2 separate regions of the Mus musculus genome follow, and region 1 is linked to region 2. Evidence: chromatin contacts called from public Hi-C data. All regions are on one chromosome and are shown on one strand. Each heading gives the region's core, a stretch centred on a gene start, on an enhancer-like site or on the middle of the called end of the contact. The rest is flanking DNA. Distances are from core to core; before and after follow the strand shown. Region 1 holds the start of Pdzrn3 (PDZ domain containing RING finger 3). Region 2 overlaps Pdzrn3 (PDZ domain containing RING finger 3).

Region 1 (4,844 bases), core at 701-3,200, 160 kb after region 2:
GGAAGAGGGGGGGGGGAGAAAGAGACAGGGAGGGGAGGAGAGGGGAGGGGGATAGAGGGAGTGGAGAGAGGGAGAGAGGGGGAGGGGGAGATGGGGAGGGGGAGAGGGGAGGGGGGAGGGGGAGAGGGGAGAGGGGAGAGGGGAGAGGGGAGAGGGGAGAGGGGAGAGAGAAATGACTGAGAAGCGCTGAAGCTGGTGAACCTCAGGAGGGGAGGCTGACATAATTCCCGATCAGCAAGGGCAGGGGAATGGTACAGGAGTGGTTTAAGGTAATTGCAGGTACTCTGAGCCTGGCACTGTGCCAGACCGTTTTTCTACAGCCTCACCTTGATGGAAACAACATCATCTGACGGGCTCGAGGTAAACCGAGGCACCTGTGGAGCCTAACCCACAAGCCACTCCGCTGGTTACCCAAAGGTGGAGATGTTTTAATTCAAGGAGGCTATCACTTAAATATTACTTTCCGGTTACTGGAGCAAGTGGGTCGTTGGGTTCTTTCTCGACTGCCCAAATGAGTTCTCCTATGGGGCCTGGCTGTGTTTTCCTGCTCTAAATTGTTAGGAACCATAGTTTCCAACTTTAGAGAGGGATTGAGCTACTTGCTCAAGGTCAGCAGCCAGTGAGTTGGCAGGAAAGTGCATGTTTGAATCCAGCCTTTACACCGGGGCCTCTCTCCTGGCATCCCTTTCAAGCTGCACCATAAGGGCTCTGCTGCCACCTTTCCCCCTTTGCATCGCAGCAGATACACTCCAGGTCGCCCAATGGAGTGTCACATCCACACAGACCATGGCTCTGATCTTAAGCCAAGATGAGCAGCTTCCTGGGTCTCAGGCTGGTGTGCAGGCCAAAGCCTCTCAACACCTCCCTGACTCTGGAGTCATGCTCTCTGTTCCTACCCTACACTTGGTTGTAAGTTCCTTTTAGTGTTCGCAGACACACTCTGGCCCCCCAAAACTGCCGTAGCTTCAATTCACCCTATATGTCCTGCCTTTTGGGACCACAGTTTCTCAGTTGGAATTAGTTAAGTAACCCGCACGGAGTGATACAGCTGGCAAGCGCTGCTAACAAGAGGAGGCCGGAGATGCACCCAGGAAGACCCTGGCATCCTATATTCAACGGACCTGGGTGGGACTCTGGGTCAGCTAAAGAGGGTGGAGAGAGGAAGGGAGAGAGAGGGAGAGAGAGAGGCAGAGATGGAGAGAGAAGAGAGATTGCTTACCTTGCCGCCTGGCGGCGCGGCCACGCAGCGGCTGAGCGAGTCGAGGCGCGCGCTGTACTCGGTGAACTTCTTCTGGTAGCGCAGCGCGGTCATCTGCAGTTCGAGCTGCGCGGCGGCCAGCTGCGCCACCAGCGACTTCTCGCGCTTGCCGGCCCGCAGCGCCTCCTTCTTGAGCGCCTTGTGCAGCGCGCCCAGGCGGGCCTGCAGCGCTCCGTTGTGCGCCCGCAGAGCCCGCGCGCAGCAGTGGCCGCCCGCCCGCTGCTCGCCGTGCGTCAGCGGCAGCCCGCAGCCCTCCTGGCAGCGACCCACGGGCCGCGCGTCGCACGCGTCGCGCATGTGGGCCTCCACGTCGCGTCGCAGCAGCAGCTGGCCGCAGCCCGCGTGGCGGCAGCGCGCGGGCGCGAAGTCGCAGCGCTCCAGGTGCTCGGGCAAGTCCTGCAACTTGACCACCCGGCCGCAGCCCCGCGCCGCGTGCGCGCACTTGATGTCCAACTTGAGGATGAGACGCTTGAGGGGCAGGACGTGGTTGAGCTCCTTGGCCGATAGGCGACCGCGACAACGCGCGGGGCAGCTGCCCTCCTGCACTACCCAGGGCAGCACGCAGCCGGCGCAGAATACGTGGCCGCACGGGGTGGTCAGCGGGTCCTCCAGGACCTTGTGGCACAAGGCGCACTTCAGATCAGGGTCCACGTCGCCGTCGAAGCGATCCAACTCGAAACCCATGGTGGCGGCCGGGGCCCGGTGTCGCCGCCGGGCGACCGGCCGCCCCCTCCCTCCCTCCCTGCGAGGCGGCCCAGACACGCCGGCTACGCCGCCCGCTCTCTAGCTCGCTCTCCCAGGACTGAGCCTAATTGCTCCAGACTTCCTCGGAAAATGCCCGAGGAACAGGACTCCTCCGGCCGTATTGGCTCGAGCGCAAGCGCACTAACATCCTGCCTCTGGGGCCTCACGACCCTCTTTTGGCCATAGGGAGGGGGCCTCGAGGCACAAGAGGCTGAGTTTGACCACAAAGCAAGGAGACCTGCCAGAGACCGGAGATGGGCCCCCTCTTAGGGTCTCCTCTCCGCTTTCTTGGAGGATTCTCTAAGAGACAAAATACGCCAGCAGAGAGCATCTCCCTCGGTTTGGAGCTGCGTCTGTGGCTCTCGCCCACAGAAGTTTCCTGCCACATCAGGACTTTTCATTCCCCACCTCCTTCTTTCTCCTGTGTCTGCCTTTTAGAGTGAAAAATATCTAAGGCCCTGCTATCTCTGTATTTACGGTCGTTATTTATTTATTTCACTCGGGGGAAAGTTACAGCGGCTGCTGGACGCTCAGGCTGAAACTTTGGTCCCAACCAGAAGATCTGCAAACTGCAGTGTTTAGCAGCTAGAGGTTTCCAGGACCAGAAGGCGAATTTGCAGGAATCAGATCTCCCCTCCAGCTGTCTGGATGGGACAGGCCAGAGTGGTTGGCTGGATCCCATTCTTACACCTCTATAAAGAGGGCACTACAGTACCTCAAGCATTTTGCTCAGTTTCTAAACTGGTCCCTTAAAAAAAAAAAAACAAAAAACAAAAAACAAAACAAACAAACAAAAAAAACAAAAAACAAAACAAACAAACAAAAAAAAAAAAAAACAGCGCTACAATGTTGCGAGAGCATACTTTAGCTCCACTTGAAAACTATTGCCCCCACCCCCCCCCCAACCCCCGCCCCGTTACTGGAGCCTTGACTCTGGTGGTTTAAGAGATGGAGGAGTTTAAAACTTCAAGTCCCTGTAGCAACGCCTACCCCAGCCAACTTGCCAACAACATCCCTTCAGCTTGTTTTTGTTGTTGTTTTGTTTTCCTTAAATTAATTTATTTATTTATTTATTTATTTATTTATATGCTTATTGTTTTATCTCCATTTTCCCACTGGAGCAGTTCAAAGAATCGCTCTTTGAACTGAATCAAAGACAGGCTATTTGAGAATTTTGGGTCCTTTCAGATTGTGAACCAATGGTTCACCAGGAGCTTGAGTGTGTATCCGCGCTAAAAGAGCCTACCAGCCACGGAGAAGCTGCTGGTCTCTACACAGCCTGGATTTTAGCTTGATGGAAAAACCCTTGCCGTCTGGACCTTTCTCTTCTACTCCAGAGAAGCTTTTCAAGCCCAGTAGCAAGCCTGGCACTGGGTGGAAACACCACTTGGGGGATACCAGGCTAAGTGGAAAGTTCATAATGTGGGATACCAGTCTAAGTAGAAAGTTCATAACATTACCCATGCCTTTGGTAGTTTTTGTTTTTGTTTTACTACCTCCCAAGGCTGTAGACATTCCTAAGAAACACTGGTGAGAGTAATGTCAAGTTCTGGAATTCTCATTCGGAATCTGCTGCCAGATTCTCTAGAGAATCTGGAAATGGAGAGCTAAGAATTTTTGTGTCTGGTATGGACCCAAGAAAATGGGATTACAGCATTCATTTTGTCTAATTACTTTTACTTCTGTCCTTTAGAGGGCTGCTAAAGACCCATGACCTTCACTATTGAACTGCTTCATTGGAGGGAAAGAATTGCCTTGATGTCCATAAGGATTAGTGTTCTGAAGTGACCACTGCAAAACTGTTGCTAACTGTTGCCTACCAGATTGTTCAGTGCATGGTTGAGGTCCCCCAACGGTGTTCTTTAATCTTGACGGGTGGCATTTGGTGTCTAGTCGTGATACTTTTGTTTCATTGCCTTTAATCAATGAATGCATTTCTCTTTAGAGGATTCCAAGTGATGTGAAATATTCATGACCTTTGTTCAGATAAGCTCCAGCAGGGAAAAATCTTCCACTGGTGCATTTGTTAAGCCCTCCGTGGGTAAGAGGCAGCTTCTTTCAACCAAGGTGTGTGGGCTTGTCAGTTTCATAGACAAGCTAGTGTCAACAAGGTGATAATCTTCAAACCAAACTGGTTTTGAGGAACACGGGGAAAACTCCATAATACACCATAAATGGGAAATTAGCACTTACCTGAGATGTAAACTTCAGCTCAGAGCTGTCTCTCCACCCATCTGTGGCCCCTGATGACAGATTGGGGGATGAAGGCCGGCTGTAAAGAAAGAGGCAGAGCTGAAACTATAGAGACACTGTCCCCTATTGTCAGTTTGCTCCTTCAGGCAAAGGCAAAATCTTCAGAAAGCCTCTCCCCATTAGTTAACTTTAGTATTAAAATTCTTGGAAATCAGCAAAAACCAAGCCAGATAAACCTACCGGAATGTGAGGGTGAGGGGAGGGACATGCATGCTGTTCTATCACTGGATTGGACAGGAGAACCAAGAGACAAAGCTATTAAGAAAAAGTGGAAATCAGGGCATTATCAGTTTTTCTTTTCTTTTCTTCTTCTTTTGATTTGTTTCTCACTAGTGACACACTCCTGCAGACCACCCTTTGTTGTGGGGTTGCCTTCTGTATTCTGGGATGGTTAGCAACATCTCTTGGAGATGCTCATAAATGCAGTGACAAAGGACCACCACTCTCGCCCACCACATATGACATCCAGGTCACTGCCAATGTCTCTTGAGGAGAAGCTGCCCCAGATTAAGAACCATTGCAGTGTTTGGCGGGCAATCTTCTCTTCGTTCTAAAGCCAGGCTCTGACAGCAGCTGGCTGAAGAATCAC
Region 2 (5,232 bases), core at 332-2,831:
CAAATCAAGCTTGATCATTTAATTGAGCTGTCACTAGTAGTAACCTTGACTTTTGGTTCATATAACTTGAGCTCCAAACAGATACTATAATACTGATGTTTACTGACACGCAAAAGATGTTTGAGCCTGGTGTGTAAGATGTGCCTGTAGCTGCTGAGGAAACATGGTGGACAGTGACAAAACCATGCACCTTAGGAGGGCTTTTCCTTTACTGGCTTTACTCTTTATTTATTAAAGTCCTGACAAAGATGAAAACAAGTCAGCCCAATCTATTGCATTTGCTTTTAGGAACTACTTCTTAAAATTATTTTTGGATTAAACAAATATGATATAAGGTAAATCCATGGTGTAAATCCATTCTATAGTGCCCCAGGACTATCCTGGCAATCCACCAATCCCATCAACTCTACTATCCTGTCTCCTGTAGAGCTTATTCAACAGTCTCAGCTACTGTTATGTTATTGCCAAACTATTTCAACTTACAGTAAAAAAACTGGGGAACACAGGTAATAAACACACAAACTGAGATTGTAAATCATAAACATACCAACTCTAAATGATATGATTTGGGGTATTCTCTGTAATCCACAGACATTGGACCCTAAGAAATATTAATACACTCCAGTCATTTTCATTGATGGGAGATGGCATGTAGACATAATGCAGAGATTCCTAGTTCCGACACAGGGGAGAGGGGGTTCTAGATTGAGCAGACATAAAGGTCAGGCTGGTTCAACTCCAAGAGCAAATTCCTTCAGGCTTGTTTGTATTTCTACTAACCAGTACAGGATGAGGAGGACAACCATCCACCAATACCATCATGGCTGCTCTGGGTCACGCCCACCTGCAAAAGCCCAGCTCTGATGGGTTGCTCAGGAAGGATTGGCGAGTGTCTCAACTTTTTCTGCTCTCTTGGAGGAGGCCATTAATATCAAGGACCAGAAAACTCCTCCCTGGCACTCAGTCATCTCTGGGATTTCAAGGATTTCTTACACTTTTATAAAATCAAAAACAGAAACCAACAAAAAATAAAATAAAATAAAATAAAATAAAGAAGCTGTCACAATCCAAATGTCACACATACCCACCTCTGCTCAGAGTGGAGTCCCCAGAGGACCTACCGTTGTCACTGCTGGTCCAGGCCTGTGAGCTCCCTGTCAGGAGGGAACCACCACCAAGGCAGGGGCATCTCACTTCAGAGGCAGTGTAGGTACCCTGCTTGCCAGGTGATACCCTGTGCTGTGTTCCTCTGAGCTGCAAATACCTCTTGAGGTGGGGAGCAGGCTCCCGGGACACCGAAACTGGCTCAGCTCCACAGGCAATAAAGTAATTAATGGTGTCTTTCAGGGCAAGCGCAGTAAAAAAAAATAATTGCTCTCCAATTTTTTTTACTGGTAATGAATGATTGGTACAGTCAATATTTGTGTTGTTGGGAGTGGATGTGTGGATAAATGTGTGAGTGGGATGGAGAGGGAAGTCTTAGGGATGCAAATACTCAAACCAGACTATCAGTTCCCTGACCGACTCTAAACTGCAGATCACAAACACCAGAGAACATGGGGCACGGAAGACAGCGCACCGCCTAATCCAACTGAGGCCAAAGTCTGACACTTAGGACACAGTGCAAAGATACTGCAAATAGGGTCAACTAAAGAGAATAAATAAGTGGGATTTATAAAAAAAAATGCTTAAGCTAAATTGGCTTCAGAGGCCAGGCTGAATTACCAGCTACCTGGCTCTCGTGCCTCGTCTAGCACCACGCTCACTGTGTCAAAACATAGCTCCCTCCCGGTTCTCAAAGGAGCACACAGCTTGCTGACGCCAGGCGACTCCACCCCTTGTAATCACTTCATGTTCTCTATGAGGTCATCAGCTTTCTCTCTATTGAATCTCACAGACACAGGAGCTTCTCACCACGCAGAGCTCTATAAACAACAGATTGTAAGATAAACACGCTCTAGCTGCTCCTCGGGAAGTTGCTTCGCTGCGCAGTAGACGCCCCGCACTCCTGTGTAATACGGCAAAGGACACTGTGAGAATTGAACCGAGTCAGATCGGTACCAGGACACAGAGAAGCGGTCTGGATTTGGGGGGTGCTTGCCAGAGGATTTGGTGTAGCCATGGACATACTGATCCCAGGCCATAATAATATTTTGACTCTGATGGAAGAGGACACATGGCTTGCTGGCTACAGGAAATAAAAAAAGAAAATTTGATCTTCAACTATCACCCCAAAATTTGGGTGAATCTTGGTTAGCTGTGGAGAAGCGATTCCAGGACTCTTGGTGTATACCAATCTGTGGATGCTAAGTTCCTTACATTAAATATGTAGTAATTGTGCATAATACCCTCTACATTTTCTCCTGTATACTCTGATGACTGATATACTGAGCTGTAATGCTACACAAATAGTTGCTACACATGCTGTTTATGAGACAACAAGAAAAAGTCCATACATATTTAGTACAGATCCATCTGTGTGTGTGTGTGTGTGTGTGTGTGTGTGTGTGTGTGTGTGTGTGTGTGTGTGTGTAGATCAAATCCAGGGCTTTGCAGACTCTAAGAAGCATTCTATCATTGAGATAGACCTTCACCCAGGGAAGCACATATGTGTGCAGACTCGCGTGAGTATAGACGTGTGCACACCCTGGCGTGTGTTTAAAGGCCAGAGGACAATCTCGGGTGTCAGTCCTCACCTTCCACCTTGCCTCCATCCGAGGCTGCGTCTCCATGGTTTGCTGCTCCTCCTTACTCCCTGCTAGCTGACTGGGAAGCCCCTCAGGATTGTCTTCTTTCTTCTTCCCCTCATGGTATAAGAACTGGAGCTACAGATGTGTGTACAGCTGGGCCTGCATAGTTTGGTTCCAGGATTAGAACTGAGGTTCTTATGCCTGTCTGGTAAATGCCTTATCCATTGAGGGATCCCCTTGGCCCTGGATTTGGTTTTTTGTTTGCTTTTGTTGTTTCTTGTGTCTGGCACGATCTGTGATTGGCTCACTGCATGGATAGGTTACAGAGAGGCAGGGTAAGAGACTATCCAACTGCAAACAAAGACATAATAAAGATGCTAGGCTAGTAGTGCTATCTATAGCCACAGTGGGGTGAGTCTAGGGTTTTACACTGGAACAAACTTCACTGCCACCAACATGATGACAAGCTTTTGATGTTTCCTCCAGGGACCTGCATATTAGTTATATTCCAGAGTTCTTTAAAATTAGCATGGCAGTATATACTTTAAGGGTAGAAATGTATTCTATTTAAGTTGGCTTTTCCTATCACTCCACTAACGGATCTGAACATGTAGAGATTATGACGGAAACTCCATGCTCACCAAATAACAGCATATAAGGCCAAGGCACATCTCTGGGAACAGGCTTCTAGAATCATCTAGCTGGTGCTCTTATTCACAAACGGATTTTAATACTTATAATTTGAACACATATACTTCCTTTTCTTTCTCTGTAGGGTACTCCATTTTACTTGGTTCCAAATGTTAAGCAGCCATGGCACGATCTCCAAACAATACTCATGTGCCACTAAGTGGATATGGATGAGTAAATGTCTTTTATAAGATATTCACGAGGGAAGGGCTCTCGCCAAGCTTTCAAATGAAATTCTTTAACTGGCCACAGCTCTGTTGTTTTAAAAGTCATCTGCAGTTGTCCTTAACTTGTTCTTCTGCATAATTTATTGGGCAGCTGTCAAATATGTGTGTTGCCCCCCTGTCTTGTAACTGACATCCGTACAGGGATAAGTGAGATAGGAAATGGGCTATGAACAAACGGACACTGGGCCATTGAATAAATGGAAGACAAAGAGAGCAAGGATGAGAGACAAGGTAGGGAGAAGAAAGCTCTCTCTTTTCACCAGCAGGTGGGCTCAGCAGCGAAACCCACAGCTACAGAAACGGACTTACTCCATAGAATGACCTGCTCTGCACCACGGCTACCATGGTCTTTCTTTCCAAGCCATAATGATTGCGCCCTACCTTAAAGATGTATACCACTGACATATACTTTTATGCAACCCAAAGGTTTTACAATGCCAAGTGTATTGATACTATAATGTAAACCATAGCTCGAAGACCTCCCTTAGAGTCCCTGAAGAGAATGCCTCATTCCTGTAAGTGGGGTCAACTAATGCAGTTCATAAGGCTCCCTATGCAGTCGAGGATTGATCTCCATGTAAAGGCGCGCAGCATCGGGTCTAAGCTAACATGCTCATTCTGTTTGATCTCCTTCCATTTCCTGCATTGTACTCAGCGCCTCTTATCCCTGTCCAACATCAACAGGTCATTCAGAGAGGGGTCAGTGTCAGCCAATATAAATAACCATTATAAAACCTCCAGCATGCTTTAAATCAACAAGCAAAGTGGCCTATGCTGTTTAAAGTATAAATTCCAAATATTTTCATGGCAGAGGGTAGGCAAGGTCTACTAAAAGCACAGTTAAAAAAAAAAAAAGAAAATTAAGAATCAGAGTTAAATAATCCAGTCACAATGAGCCATTCCAGTGCATGGTTCCCTATTTTAGAACCAGTTTGCAAACAAATGTCCATATAGCTTTTCCTTCCCCTCTTGGAGAAGATAGCCAGCTTGGGTTTGAGGACCACAGGCGCCCGTGTTTCACAAGAGTTTCACACACATGGCTGACATTACCACCATGTTTATAAACCCAGGGAGGCTCAGCCAAGACTATAACAGCTAGAGAACTGGAAGAAACTCAGAGTGTGAGGAGGAGGTGACAGACCCCCCTCCTGCCTCTTTCTTTCCCTCACCAAAGCCTATGGATAAAAGGAGACCCTGTAACTACCACTAAGCGTGTCCAGAAAACGGTCCTTGGGAGGCAATCCTAGGGAGGGAGCTGATGGGAACAGGCCAGGACTTACTGACATCTGTCTTGTGAAGAATACATGAAGCCCGTCCTAATTCCACATTCCTCTCCTTATTTTTCCTGTCTTTCTTCTGTTGCTCCTAAACTCGGTCTGTATGCTCTCAGTGCACCATGAGCCTGGTAAAACAGTTCCTACGCATGCTAAGTGGGACACAACCATGCAGAACGTGCAAAAGGATGACTAAAACCCTGACAGAGCATTAGCTTTATCAATCATGGAAAAAGTTGCCTGGGTGTGGTGGCACACATCTTTAATCCCAGCACTTGGGAGGCAGAGGCAGGTGGATTTCTATGAGACTGAGGCCAACCTGGTCTGCATAGCAAATTTTAGGACAGCCAG

The links. A called contact is a pair of places that touch in the nucleus more often than the background predicts.
Region 1: a Hi-C map of liver shows a contact between it and region 2, with 3 times the contacts expected there. The contact joins the promoter of Pdzrn3 here to the enhancer-like site in region 2. A contact is called at or near these places in 2 of 39 promoter capture datasets (both in liver), 4 of 484 Hi-C or Micro-C datasets (cerebral cortex, liver and uterus) and 1 of 9 other capture datasets (liver).

Annotation. Positions count from the first base shown.
Region 1 is chr6:101,375,947-101,380,790 of GRCm38.p6, forward strand. Pdzrn3 (PDZ domain containing RING finger 3) reads right to left here and starts at 1,951. Exons shown (of 10, transcript NM_018884.2): 1 at 1,220-1,951. The coding sequence starts at 1,942.
Region 2 is chr6:101,213,695-101,218,926 of GRCm38.p6, forward strand. The region is part of intron 3 of Pdzrn3 (PDZ domain containing RING finger 3); the gene reads right to left. It overlaps Gm26911 (a long non-coding RNA gene), which reads left to right. Exons shown (of 5, transcript XR_003956481.1): 3 at 1-5,232. Among named protein-coding and RNA genes, the nearest start is that of Gm26911, 44 kb to the left of the region's middle. Within about 2 kb of position 1,582, at least 49 of the 459 cell types and tissues checked have an H3K27ac peak or open chromatin away from gene starts, as enhancers often do. A contact at or near this core is called in cerebral cortex, liver and uterus, where this site is marked.